Linked DNA regions of Mus musculus: region 2 is linked to region 1. The links are chromatin contacts, called in public HiChIP or PLAC-seq maps. All regions are on one chromosome and are shown on one strand. Each heading gives the region's core, a stretch centred on a gene start, on an enhancer-like site or on the middle of the called end of the contact. The rest is flanking DNA. Distances are from core to core; before and after follow the strand shown. Region 1 holds the start of Eno2 (enolase 2, gamma neuronal). Region 2 has its middle 21 kb from the start of Slc2a3.

Region 1 (6,781 bases), core at 3,563-6,062:
AGGCTCAAAACCTGCTGAAGAAGGTAGAGGGCCTGGAGAACCTGAGCAACTTGACCACCCTGCATCTGCGAGACAACCAGATTGAAACTTTGAATGGCTTCTCCCAGGAAATGAAGTCGCTGCAGTACCTCAACTTGAGGTATGGATGTGCATCCTCTCTAAGACCCACCTCACACCCGTCCATCACCACGAGCAGCTTCTGAGTCTGTGGTTCTCTCCCAGTAACGCGCAGCTGGGTCCTCAACTTGTCCTTCTGATCCTGCCCTCTGCTGTCCTTTTTTCTGCATTTGCCTCGAAGACCAACACAAAGATCTTCCTGGGAGCTCCAAATTCTTGTATTAATTCAATCTATAGTGAATAAGACTATACTGTATTTAGTAGGGTGTATTCTGTGTTTTAGGGATACCTAAAAGACTCAGAAGTAGTCTGTTTTCTTTTTTTTTCTCTTTCTTTTCTATTTTTTTTCTGAAAAATTTTCCCCCTGTGTAGTCCTGGCTATCCTGGAACTCACTTTGTAGACCAGGTTGGCTTTGAAATCAGAGATCCCCCTGCCTCTGCCTCCTGAGTTCTGGAATTAAAGGCGTGCACCGCCACTGTCCACCACTGCCGAGCTTCTTTTTCATTTTTAAATATAAGGGTTTCTTAGTGTTCTCCAGGCTGGCCTCAGTCTCTCAGCCTCCTAGATGCTGAGGTTAAAGGCCTCCGCCACTATGGCTGTTTTTAAGTGATTCACAGTCTGACTCCAGTGCCCTTTTCCTGGCTGTATCCTATGTAAATGTAAACTGACTTTCTCCCTCTCCTAGGCCCCAGTTACCCTTTCCATTCCTTGTCTCTTTATTCCTGAACTCTGCACTACCCGAAAAGGACAGCCTTTTACCTACTATATTAAACATAAGATGTAGCCCGATAGAGGGTGGTGGCAGCACACACCTTTAATCTCAGAACTCAGGAGGCAGAGAGGCAGACAGGCAGAGAGGCAGAGGAGACAGAGGAGACAGAGGAGAGACAGAGGAGGCAGAGAGGCAAGGAGGCAGAGAGGCAGAGAGGCAAGGAGGCAGAGAGGCAGAGGCAGAGGCAGAGGCAGAGAGGCAGAGGCAGAGAGGCAAAGGGGCAGAGAGGCAGAGGCAGAGGCAGAGAGGCATAGAGGCAGAGGGGCAGAGAGGCAGAGAGAGGCAGAGAGGCAGAGGGGCAGAGAGGCAGAGAGGCAGAGAGGCAGAGGCAGAGAGGCAGAGAGGCAAGGAGGCAGAGAGGCAGAGAGGCAGAGAGGCAGAGGCAGGGAGGCAGAGGCAGAGAGGCAGAGGCAGAGAGGCAGAGGCAGAGGCAGAGAGGCAGAGAGGCAGAGAGGCAGAGAGGCAGAGAGGCAGAGAGGCAGAGAGGCAGAGAGGCAGAGAGGCAGAGGGGCAGAGAGGCAGAGGGGCAGAGAGGCAGAGGGGCAGAGAGGCAGAGGCAGAGGCAGAGAGGCAGAGAGGCAGAGGCAGAGGGGCAGAGAGGCAGAGGCAGAGGCAGAGAGGCAGAGGGGCAGAGGGGCAGAGAGGCAGAGAGGGGCAGAGGAGACAGAGGAGAGGCAGAGGAGGCAGAGGAGACAGAGGAGAGGCAGAGGAGACAGAGGAGAGGCAGAGGAGGCAGAGGCAGGAGGCAGAGGCAGATCTCTGAGTTCAAGGCCAGCATGGTCTACAGAGTGATTATCAGGACAGTCAGGGCTACATAGTGGAAGCCTGTCTTGGAAAAAGAAAGAAAGAGGACAGAGCATAGGGTCCCCAATGAAGGAGCTAGAGAAAGTACCCAAGGAGCTGAAGGAGTTTGCAGTCCCACAGGAGGAACAACAATATGAACTAACCAGTACCCCCGGAGCTCCCTGGGACTAAACCACCAATCAAAGAAAACACACGGTGGGACTCATGGCTGTAGCTGCATATGTAGTAGAGGAGAGGCCCTTGGTCCTGTGAAGGCTCTATGCCCCAGTATAGGGGAATGCCAGCACCAGGAAGCAGGAGTGGGTGTTTTGGAGAGCAAGGGGAGAGGAGAGGGGATGGAATTTTTGGAGAGGAAACTAGGAAAGGGGATAACATTTGAAATGTAAATAAAGAAAATATCTAATAATAATAATAATAAAAAGGCTGGGCGTGGTGGTGCACGCCTTTAAGCCCAGCACTTGGGAGGCAGGTGAATTTCTGAGTTTGAGGCCAGCCTGGTCTACAGAATGAGTTCCAGGACAGCCAGGGCTACACAGAGAAACCCTGTCTCAAGAAAAAAAAAAAAAAAAGAAAAGAAAAGAAAAGAAAAGAAAGAGAAAAAGAAAAGAAAGAAAGAGAGAAAGAAAAAGAAGGAAGGAAGGAAGAAATAAACTTCAAGTCTGGGTGTGGTAGCACATGCCCATAATCCTAGGATTTGGGAGTTAAAGGCAGGATTGTTGCAAGTTTGAGGCGGGGAGGGGCAGATCCATATAGTGAGCAGGTCTGTATCAACCAGGGATACATAGTGAGACTCTGTCAACATCAACAACAAATAAACAGTAACAGCCACAGAAAGAACCAGATGTGGTGGCTCATGCCTGTAATTCCAGCAGTCAGGAGGCTGAAGCAGGAGGATCTCTGTGAGTTTGAGGCCAACCTGGGCTGCAGAGTCAGACTCTGTCATCTGTCACCCCCTCCTACACACACTCTCGCGCGCACGCACACGTGCACACACACACACACACACACACACACACACACACACACACACACACACACACACACACACAGGACCGGAGGGAGTTTTCTCTAAGCTCCTGTTTCTGATGGACAATTCTTTAATTGTTTTCTGTGGTTCTATCCATCAAACCTAGGGCCTTGTGCATGCGAAATACGTACTTGATCAGTGAGCCTAACAAAATGCCAGCAGAGCTCAAAGTGGCCCAGAGCATCTATGAAGATCAGTCTGGGATGCTTAGGAGTGGATTCATAAATGCTTGAAAGCAGGAACACGGCCATCCCAATGCAGAGTTCTAGAAAGAAGTACATTAGAAGACTTTTTACTCAAGCTGGGAGGCCCAATCCATCCCTAGCTCTCCGTTCCTTCCCCAAGGAAGCGCCCCCACCCCATAGCACCCCACTCTTGGGCCCCGGCTCCTCCTCTGCTCACCTGATCCTTCCAACCCCTGACACAAAATGTTTGCTCCCACAAGGGACATCTGCCCCTCTTCTCCGAATACAAGCTGGGATGAGGCCTAGCTTTGCTGCTCCAACTTTTTTGTTTTGGTTTGTTTTTCGAGACAGGGTTTCTCTGTGTAGCCCTGGCTGTCCTGGAACTCACTCTGTAGCCCAGGCTGGCCTCGAACTCAGCAATCCACCTGCCTCTGCCTCCCAAGTGCTGGGATTAAAGGTATATGCCACCACTGCTAGGCCCCAAAGATGACACATCACATGGCATTTAGGGATTCTGTGAAGCATAGGGATTAGGGAAATGCATCCAGCCAAGTCCTCTTCAACCATCATTGCTACCGGTCCTCAACCATCATTGCTTTCGGGGAGCCCAGAGTTGCTTCCTCTTACAAAGGCAGCCCAATTCCTAGCTGACAATCAAAGCCCATTTTCCTGAGAGTTAACCCCTCCCCAACCCCATCCACAGGAGCAATATGATTAGTGATCTGGCAGAGCTGGCCAAACTGCGGGACCTGCCCAAACTTCGAGCCCTGGTGCTGCTGGACAACCCATGTGCGGATGAGACCGACTACCGCCAGGAGGCCCTGGTGCAGATGGCGCACCTTGAGCGCCTGGACAAAGAATTCTATGAGGATGATGACCGGGCAGAGGCCGAGGAGATCCGTCAGAGGCTGAAGGAGGAACAGGATCAAGATCTCGATCCGGACCAGGACATGGAACCGTACTTGCCACCAGTTTAGTGGCTCTTCCAGCCTGCAGGGACAGTAAAGGTGATGCCAGGAAGACAGCCCCAGGAGGTCAAAGGCTGGGCACACGGGACGAGAGGCCAGAGTTAGGGGCTGGAGATAGCTTAGATATGAAGGAAAGATGAGAGGGGCCCAGAAAGTGATAAGACACGCAGGAGACCACAGTAGAGAGAAGAACTAATTGGGGGTGGGGGTGGGGTGAAGACCGCTGTATAGCTGGTAGAGACGACTGGTGGGAAGGAGCTCAGGAGGGAAAGAGGTGGCCGGTGGTGCGTGGAGGATGTAGCTGGGCCAGGGAAAAGATCCTGCACTCAAAATCTGAAGCTAAAAATAACAGGACACCAGGGTGGGGAGGCGAAAGGAGGGCAGAGTGAGGCAGAGACTGAGAGGCCTGGGGCACACGATTGATTTATTTCTCTTCTCTCTTTCCAGGAAGCCATGGACACTGGCCCCAAGAACTGATAAGACTCCAGTGGGGGACCACCACATTCATAGCCCCGTCACAGGAAGTGGGAGATGCTCCTTTTTGTCCCAGACTGGAAATCCATCACATCCCAAGGCTCCTTGGCAGTCATCTGTCTGTGTGGCTTGTTCTGTGGGCCTGAACTCCTAAGCACAGGTCGGGGGTAAAACTAGGATGCTAGTAGGTGTTGTCTATAGAGAGGCGCTGAGGAAGTGAGCTGTGATGGGCCAGTTGAGGTTTCAAATAAAAAGGCATTTTTTTATATTTTTGTGTGTGACCGAGTTCCTGAACCCCTGTGGGTGGGCTTTTCCACCCGTCTGGGTTAGTACCTGCCGCAGTACTGGAATGAGGCGACGCCTGTTTCCCTCGAGTTGGCTGGACATGGGTTATGAGCATCCGTGTGCTTAAGGGGTTGCCAGCCTGGTCCTGGATCGCCCCAGCCCTTCCCCCACCCGTTCCGTTCCCCACCACCACCCGCGCTCGTACATGCGTCTCCGCCTGCAGCTCTTGACTCATCGGGGCCCCCGGGTCACATGCGCCCTCCCGGCTCTATAGGCGCCGCCCCCTGCCCACCCCCCGCCCGCGCTGGGAGCCGCAGCCACCGCCACTCCTGCTCTCTCTGCGCCGCCGCCGTCACCACCGCCACTGCCACCGCCACCGCCGCCAACGCCACCGACTGAGTCTGCAGTCCTCGAGGTGAGGCCCGTATCGGGCCGCATCCCCTTACTCGCTCCTTGCCGCCTCCACTCCCCGTTGTCCTGGGCTTAGCGACCCGGGCGGGTGACGCTGCATACCTGACTGTCACCTGCCTTCCCTGGCACCCTCCATCTCTGGCCTTCCCGGACAGCTCCCGGCTTTCTGGCTGTCACCTCCTCCTGGTTTAGGTACCAGCTTTCTGCATCCGCTTCTCTAACTGCACGGTTCCACCCTCGCCTGCCCCTCTCCCCGCGCCGGTATTCGTCTAGGGTCCTGCCGATTTGTTTCCTAAGTTCGATGTCTCCACAGGAGATGGTTGTTATCCTGGCACGTCCTTTTTTTCTTTTGCGTTTGCGAAGATACCCTCTCACCCTTCCTTGACTGCCTCAGACTTGCTCTAGACTCGTCCTTTGGTCCCTCCTTCTCTTCCCCTCTCTCTGACATTTCATTTTCTCCGATGTTTGGGGGAGGGATAGGAGGAGTGGGGAATTTGTCCGGGGGTAGAAAAGCGATGGGTCTACCTCATCATTCCCCACCGTAGCCTCTAGGGACTGGAGGCCTGGTCCCAGGACGCTGTCCCCAGACTCCTCTTGAAATGAGGAACTCGTGTTTGGGAGAGAGGTGACGACCCCGGAGTGTTTTCTAGACCTTGTGTATATGGGCTGTCAAGTTGGGGATCCACCTGCCCAGACAACCCCTCTTCTTTCTGTTCCAAGATCCAAGGGAAAAAATGCCAGTCTGGCAGCCATCCCGCCTGGGGAAGTCTAGGGGAACCCCACTGGTCGGTGAAGCTGCTGAGGGGCGAAGAAATCGCTGCTTGCCCCTCCCCTCATCACTGCGGTGTTCTCCCATCTTGTCATGAGATGTACTCCGCCCCTACTGCAGTGACCTCCCCTTCCTCACTGCATTGACCTTCTCCTCTCTCCACGGGGAAGGGAGAACCCCTTCTACAGTGCCTGATTGCAGCCCGCTCCTCCCCACCCCCTACCCACTGCAGTAACCTCTTTGCCAGCCCTCCCAGCCTCTGGCCCCTCCCACTGGCCTCAGGCTCCACCCTTCTAAGCCTCTTATCTTTCTCCTTCCTCCACTTCCACCCAAGGAGATCCCAGCCATCATGTCTATAGAGAAGATTTGGGCCCGAGAGATCTTGGACTCCCGTGGGAATCCCACCGTGGAGGTGGATCTCTATACTGCCAAAGGTGATGGGCAGAGCATGGACTGTCCTTAGCTCCTACTTCCCCCTATGCTGGGTCAAATCCAGGGGCTGTGGGGTGCTAGGCCAGGTTCCCAAGGCTGGATTGTGGAGTCTGATCTTCCTTGGCTCGTGGATTCAGGCTCGGTGAGTCTATGTTCTAGTTCAGCGTGAGAAAGGCCCTGCCAGTGTGAGCACAGGAGCACGCATGCTCTGCCTAGCATAGCCCTGTTTCTGAGGCCTCCCACTTGTGCTTATGAGGCCTCAGTTGGGCGGACAAGGTGGCCCGGCTCGTGCAGATGGCACGGTGTCTGTGAGAGTGCATGTATCTGTGTGTAGTGTCAGGGAACCTTGTGGATGTGGCAGGCAAGAGTTTAGACTAGAAGGCTCAGAGAATCCTAGGCCCCAAAGGGTCCTCCCTCCTTCCTCACGGCATGTCTTCTTCCAGGTCTTTTCCGGGCTGCAGTCCCCAGTGGAGCCTCCACCGGCATCTATGAGGCCCTGGAACTAAGGGATGGGGACAAACAGCGTTACTTAGGCA
Region 2 (7,166 bases), core at 2,035-4,534, 2.0 Mb after region 1:
GCACGCCTTTCTCAGGAGACAGAGGCAGTTGGACCTCTGAGTTTGAGCCCAGCTTGGTCTATAGAGAAAGTTCCAGGACAGCCAGGGCTGCATAGAGAAACCCTGTCTGGGGGGGGGGGGGGGGGGAGCAATTTAGCGATCTTACTTAAGGAGAAAACATTTTACAGGTGACCAGAAAATATATATGTTGTTCAAAAGGCCCAGCAGTGTCTACCCTGGAGGCTGAGAGGATCACTCCCTAATGTGCTTACACAGCATACACGTCTCTGTGTTCAATTCCCAGTACTGCACAGATCAATAATAATGATAATAATGTGTATGTCTATGGAAGAATGAATACACTTAGGTATATCCATGAGTAGGATGCTAGGATCGATAAACTATAGTCTGGACCTGGCACAGGAAGGGGAGGTGGGGTGTTGCAATGTTCTAGAATCCATGTCTTGATCCATCCATCCAGCTGTACAACTTGCAATAGTGCATATTTACCTCCATCGGTGCATGTGTAGTTCAGTAACCACCAGCAAAGTACCTGTCCTGAAAGTTTTATTCCAACAGAACAGCTCCAGGACTATTAAAGACTTCTGGGGGTGGGGGTGGGAGGAATGGGGATTTGCTGGGGAGAACCTGGAAGGGGGATAACATTTGAAATGTAAATAAGGGCTGGTGAGATGGCTCAGTGGGTAAGAGCACCCGACTGCTCTTCTGAAGGTCAGGAGTTCAAATCCCAGCAACCACATGGTGGCTCACAACCACCCGTAATGAGATCTGATGCCCTCTTCTGGTGTGTCTGAAGACAGCTACAGTGTACTTACATATAATAAATAAATAAATCTTAAAAAAAAAAAGAAATGTAAATAAATAAAATAACCAATAAAAAAAAAAGGACTTCTGTGACTGGCCTTCTAAGGAGAGGCTGTAACTGTCCCTCCTTAGAAAGGTGTTGAGCTATCTCCACCTGTTGAGTAATGGGTCAGCAAGAGGAAGTAAAAACCCTTTGTCACAGGTTCAGGAAAAGGGCCTGGTGCTTTGCAACAACATTGCAACAAGGGTAGCATGTTGTTGTCCTCCTCTCTGTCTGTCTGTCTTACTGTAAAACTATGGCTGCCCTGCCTGATACTCACGTGCAGACCAGGCTGACCTTGAACCTACAGCTTTGAACACTCCTGTCTCTGCTTCCCAGGTGTTGATAGGCAAATCTTGAAATGCCCTTCCTACGAGTCATCTTTGTGTCCTTCTCTTAGATTGTTTTTCCTAAACACACACACACACACACACACACACACACACACACACACACACACACACACCAGACACACCACACCAGACACACACCACACCCTCTGTGGGAGGACAAATCTACTGTTCTCAGCTCCCATCTTTCATTAGGCTCAATGGTCCGAGTTTACATTTTCTTTTATGAGTCTATTGCAGGAATTCACATCCTGTCTGCCCAAAGGCAGCCTTCCAGTCGCTTTTACAACCACACCATGAGACTTGGAGTGCCTGGTTTTTAAAACAGAGCCTTTAATGTCTGTGCCCCACCCCCACCCCCCAATTCTTCGGAAAATTCCTTTCAGTCCCACCTGGCTTTCTACTCAGCTGCAATTGAGTCTTTAAGTGCTTCTTTTCCCTGCAGCTTTCCTCAGGAAGGAAAAAAGAAAAAGAGAAAGAAAGAAAGAGAGAGAGAGAGAGAGAGAGAGAAAACAATTACCTCTCAGAAAGGATTAGTCAGTGAATCCAGTTGTCTTGGTGGGGGCTGGGGGGGGGGAGCATCCAAATACTGCGCAGAGATGAAAAATAAGTTTAACTCGTTCCCCATTTTAACTGTGTACGGTCCATAAGAAATACCTCCTATCTGCTAATATATGAAAAAGTAACTGAGAAAAATGTCACAGGAAGACATTTACATCTTAAACCTGGTTCTTTTTTTCCTTGTTCTAATTTTTCAAGGCAGGGTCTCAAGATGTAGCTTTGGATATCCTGCAATTCACCACATAGACCTAGTTGACCTCTAACTCACTGATCCTCCTGCCTCTTCTCCAGAGTGCTGGGATTAAATGTTTGTGTCAATCCGACCAGCTTCCTGATACATTTTAAAAGATATAAGGAAGCAAAATTGAAGGAAAATTGGATTTATGTACGACTTGTCCAAAACAGAGAATGATGCCTAGTTTTTCTCCGCCATTTCTGTAACAGGTGTAAATTTTACAGAAGTGATGAAACAAAGGCCAGGAAATAAGGGTATGATAAAGTTGTCAGATCCCTGTGAAATCTTTCCCGGTAGGCAAAGTGCCCCGTCCTAACCCCCACCCCACCCCCACCACCGTCCCTTAACCCTCCTCACCAGGGGATCTGCACCCCACCTCCACCCTCAAACGCTTGGGAGTCCTGGGGAAATTTTAATTCTTTGGTCCATTGTTTGAATAGGTTGATAGCTAAGGGGAGGAGCTGGTGTCTCTCCCAGATTATCTCCTCCTGCTGGGTCCGTTACAAAAGCCTACAGTCGCTCGAATGCCACCGAACAATGACCGGGTAACCTCAGTGAGAGCATGCTGCAGGAGAATGTTCTAAGAGTAAATTTGCACTCTGATGATTGCAGTGGGGTGGCACGGAGACAGGAGACTGCAGGCATCAAAAATTAGTCATCTACCCGAACAGCTGGAATGGGTGAACGCTTTTGCACGCGTAGTATATGTAAAGCTGACTGAAATAAAAAGAAGCAGGCAGCGTGGGAAACGTGAGCGACCTGGTGTGCTGCACGACGAAGCCGAATGGCCTGCGGCAAAATAGATGGACAGGTGGGGAGACTGCCGGGCGCAGGTGGGGCATTCGCCCTCGCCCTCGAGGCAGACTCTGGCGTAACCTGCTGCTCCACAGAGATGCCTCGGATTCCTGACAACTGCACTTTCTCAGCCCCATCCGGTGGGCGCTGGCCGACCCCGCCCGGCAGAAGGGACGTGCGTATTGGCACGGCGCCCGGCAGCCCCCGCGGTCCCTGAGTCGCTTGGATCTGCCTCCCCAGCTCGCTGACTCATTCGCGCATCCTGCAGTGTTCCGCTCCTTCCCTTGGTCCTCACGTTCCCTTGACGTTTTTGGTTGACTTGTCGGGAGGAGGCGGGGGTGGGGGTATTAAAAAGAAAGAAACGGACTGGGAAAGGCGGAGGGTGAATTTAGAAGTAAAAGGTAGGGTGGGCTGCAGACCACCAGGAAGAAGGAAAGGGTGGGCCTGGGAAGGATCAGATGTGTGTGAGCATGCGCAGAGCGTTGGGTCACCCTGCACCATCCGCAGCGAACTGCGCCACTGTGGCACGATCGACGACCGACGGAAAAGAACAGCCCTGCACATTAGGGCTATACATTTTGTGCTACTTGCTATTTAGGCGTGCGTCGGGGTCGAAATAAGCAGAAGAAAGTAGAAATAAGGGCTTTCTGGTGCCTGCCTCGCCGTCCTAACATCCGCCGTACTCTACCTTTCTCTGTGCCCCAAACCAAGGAAGCACGTGAACGCTGCTTGCATGCATTTAACCCTTAATGACATTTTAGGACTTTGGATAGACATGTTCTTCATAACACCAGTCGCGGGACATAATCTGATGTGTTGTAAATTGGCATTAGAAAATCTAAGCATGTTATCCTTTAAACACATCTTGAGCTGGGATGTTTAACCTAAGTGCTTCAGTCTCTGACCCTCACTTCTCCAGCCTGAAAAGGGAATATTACCCATGAGAAAATGAGGAACTCCCTGCTGAGTCTGTTGGCCTTGGCCCATGCTCAACAGTTATCTCCCTACATTGGTCTTTGGTTGGGTCTATGCAGACTGTTTGCTACCTTTTAAGCGCGCGCGCGGGGGGAAGGAGGTGTTCACAAAAAATGACTAAGGTGGGTGTAAAGAAAACCTAAGGACAATTCATCAACTAATCTTCAGCCACCTCTCCTCCAGTCCCAGTTTTTCCCTCACTAATGACATGGATGACAGCAGTATACTCAAAGTGACTTCCTCTCAGTGCTTACTCTCCAGTAAAATCTAAAGCTGCCTGCAGGCCCCGGGGGAACCTGGAAAACCAGCCTCTAGGCCCAGTGCCCTTAAGTAGGGCACTCTCACGGTGGCACTCCCGTGGATTCCTGTTACATGAAATGAAAGATATTGAGAGAGAGACTGAGACTGAGAAAGACTTTCCTGTTGAGTACGGTCGGTTGTCAGTCTTGGCTGGACCATTTTTTCATTCACAGGAAGTCCTCAGAGTTTCCCCGCTCAGAGGCATGTTCTTTGTCTCCAGCCTCTGCTACCACAGACAGTGCCTCCTTCCTTCTTCTGATCCCAGCCAATGACTGTGATCTCACAGCTTTAAGGTCCCATTTCATTTGCCTCATCTACAGTAAAACTCGGGAGTTGGTAACTTTTACTGCAAAGGGTCAGATTATGTAAGTGTTTTAGGGTTTGTGGACCACAGTGTCCCAAGAGCCTTGTTGCCTCACTGGCCTCTCTCTGTGGCCTCTCCATCTCCTCTGACCTGAGAGGCTCTCCAAACAGCCTGGGAATAGGGCCCTCACTGAGTACCAGGGGGGTGGCTCCTTTCCTGGAACTCGGTATCAGCTGTTTATCTGCAGCCTCCAGATCCCTAGCCTTGGAAGATGCTTCCTGTGGGAGTGGGAGGGGTCTAGAGAGGGTAATAGTGAGTGAGCATGACCAAACTACGTTATATACACAGATAATGTCACGGTGAGAGAGACCTGGATAGCTGATAACTACGAGTGTTCAAATGTGACTTCAGCGCTGAGGTGGAAATGGGCCACAGAGACCTCTTTTCTCCATGTGCTCTGGTCCTGGTGTTTTTGGGTTTTTTTGTTGTTTGTTTGTTTGTTTGTTGGGTTTTGTTTTGGCTTTTCGAGACAGGGTTTCTCTGTATAACCCTCCCTGTCCTGGAACTCACTTTGTAGACCAGGCTGGCCTCAAACTCAGAAATCCACCTGCCTCTGGGATTAAAGGCGTGTGCCACCACTCCCGGCTTGGTCCTGGTGTTTTATTACAGCACAAACAACCCTAGCTAAAACAGGTCTCTCCTGCTGTGATGTGTTGTTGTCTGTTAGTAAATAGAACTCATTAAACTGGGTGTGGTGCTCATGCCTGTAATCCCCTTGCCAGGGAGGTAGAACTAGGAGGATCAGAAAGGAGTTCAAGGCCGTCCTTAACTACTTGTCTAGTTCTAGGCCACTCTGGGCAATATGAGAACCTTATTAAAAACAAACAAACACAACAAGCCTTCATATGAAAGGGTGTTGACCAGAAAGTATCAAGGTAAGGTCTAAATAGAGAGCCATTGGTCAGGGCATGGGATTTAATAGACCATTTCTTTCCTATGAACTTTGTAAAGAAAACACTGGTGCTCAAATCTTTAATCCCTGCGCTTGGGAGGCAGAGACAGGCAGATCTACAAGTTCGAGGCCAGCCTGGTCTAAATGATTCCAGACCTGTCTCAATAAAAACACTAACAAGGAAAAACTAGATTGAAGCAGCCACTTAGGTATAATTGTGATAACATTAGATTTAAAAGTTATCCTCCAGCTGGCCTGTAATCCCAGCTATGAGGAGACTTAGGCAGAATAGCAGTTCAAAACCTGCCTAAGGAACACAGTGGGACCCCATTTCAAAAATAAATGACAATAGGAAGTCTGGCCTGGTGATGCACTTCTGTAATCCCAGCTTTCAGGAGGCTGAGCTGGGAGAATTACAATGTTGTCATGAGCCTGGGGTAGCCTTGGCTACATAGTGAGTTCAAGGTCATCCTGAACTACTTGAGACCTTGTCTTAAAAAAAATTAAAAATTAAAAAAGGTTGGTCAGGGTGGTGTTGGTCCTGTGGATCTCTGGGGGTTCCAGGCTAGCCAGGGTTACATGAGACCCTGTCTCAAACACGCACAAAAACATCAATGAAAAAAGATCTTAGGAGATACCTTGCTGTGGGAGATTCCCCAGTTATGTTCAAGACCCTGCTTTTTCAAGCCCATTACTAGGGAGAAAAACAAAAACAAAAAAACAACAACCATACCTGAAAGCTAATTTAAAATGTGCTTGTAGGCAAAAGAATTTTTCTGCATTTGAACATTTAAAGAATTGTAGGACAGCCAGGGCTAAACAGAGAAACCCTGTCTCGAAAAAAACAAAAACAAACAACAACAACAAAAAAAGAATTGTAGGATCCACCAAAAGGCAGGGACTATTACACACATTTCTTTTTACACACATTTCCAAAATCATTCCACAGTCATTCTATAAGTCTGCATATAAACCATTCCATTAAATGCTCAGGATATCTTGTTACACACCCATGAGATTTTGCAGATTTGTGTCAAAAAAAAAAAAAAAAAAAGTCAGAGAAACAGGATGAAGAAAACCAGGACAACCGGGAGCTGATGGTTGCATCTCTCGGCAACATAACAAGAAAACAAATTCCACAGGAGGGGAGTAGAATAAGGGAGAGACAGGACTGAGTGATGTAGCAGGTCGCTCCGGAGATTCAGAGGACCAGCTGAACGGTCCTCTTCGCACGTCTGCATTACGCAGCCCACCCCCCAAAAAGAAAGTGAGACGTCAGCAGGCGGGGCTTAGCTTGCTGGGAAGAGAGAAGAGATACTTTGGTTTCTGAGCCCGCCTCCTCCAAATATTTCTGTAACTGGCTGGTTCCATTGGAGGCTTGGGTCACTTGTGAGAAAGATGTATCCATTAAACAGTCTGATCTGCAACACAAAGTTCATGGCACTTGTAAGAGTATCTTCAGTAGGAATGCATGAGATCAGACAGTGATTCCTAGCACCGTGGCTGCCGTATTATATGGCACACAATCTACAAAAAAAAAATTGGGGGAGGGTTTTGTGTTTGTTTGGTTTTTGAAGCAAACTCTCACTTTGGAGTCTTGGCTGGCCTGGAACTTACTATGTAGATCACGTTGTCTCTGAATTATAGAGAGATAAGACTTCCTCTGCTAGATTAAAGGCATGTGCCACCATGCCCAAATCAAACTTGTTCAATGCACAATGCATACGTTGTGGAAGGTTTTGGTGAGAAAAACACAGTCATTTAGCTTAAGAGAAGCTTGCCCCTGCTGCTTCACAGCTCACCCTACTGAGCAGCCAAAGGAGAACACTAAAATAGTACTCACTCACTGA

Evidence for each region. HiChIP or PLAC-seq counts read pairs in DNA pulled down with a chosen protein or histone mark.
Region 2: an H3K27ac HiChIP or PLAC-seq map of embryonic stem cells shows a contact between it and region 1, with 5 times the contacts expected there. The contact joins the enhancer-like site here to the promoter of Eno2 in region 1. A contact is called at or near these places in 4 of 39 promoter capture datasets (cranial neural crest, embryonic stem cells and pre-B cells) and 7 of 115 datasets of contacts at active chromatin or transcription factors (astrocytes, embryonic stem cells, extraembryonic endoderm stem cells and 1 more).

What each region holds. Positions count from the first base shown.
Region 1 is chr6:124,767,704-124,774,484 of GRCm38.p6, reverse strand. Eno2 (enolase 2, gamma neuronal) reads left to right here and starts at 4,812. Exons shown (of 12, transcript NM_013509.3): 1 at 4,812-5,048; 2 at 6,148-6,247; 3 at 6,689-6,781. The coding sequence starts at 6,163. It overlaps Lrrc23 (leucine rich repeat containing 23), which reads left to right. Exons shown (of 8, transcript NM_001302555.1): 6 at 3-139; 7 at 3,610-3,913; 8 at 4,322-4,616. The coding sequence ends at 3,883.
Region 2 is chr6:122,760,624-122,767,789 of GRCm38.p6, reverse strand. It overlaps a transcript of Slc2a3 not described here. Among named protein-coding and RNA genes, the nearest start is that of Slc2a3, 21 kb to the right of the region's middle. RefSeq lists an enhancer at 899-3,761. Within about 2 kb of position 3,284, at least 236 of the 459 cell types and tissues checked have an H3K27ac peak or open chromatin away from gene starts, as enhancers often do. A contact at or near this core is called in embryonic stem cells, extraembryonic endoderm stem cells and pancreatic cancer cells, where this site is marked.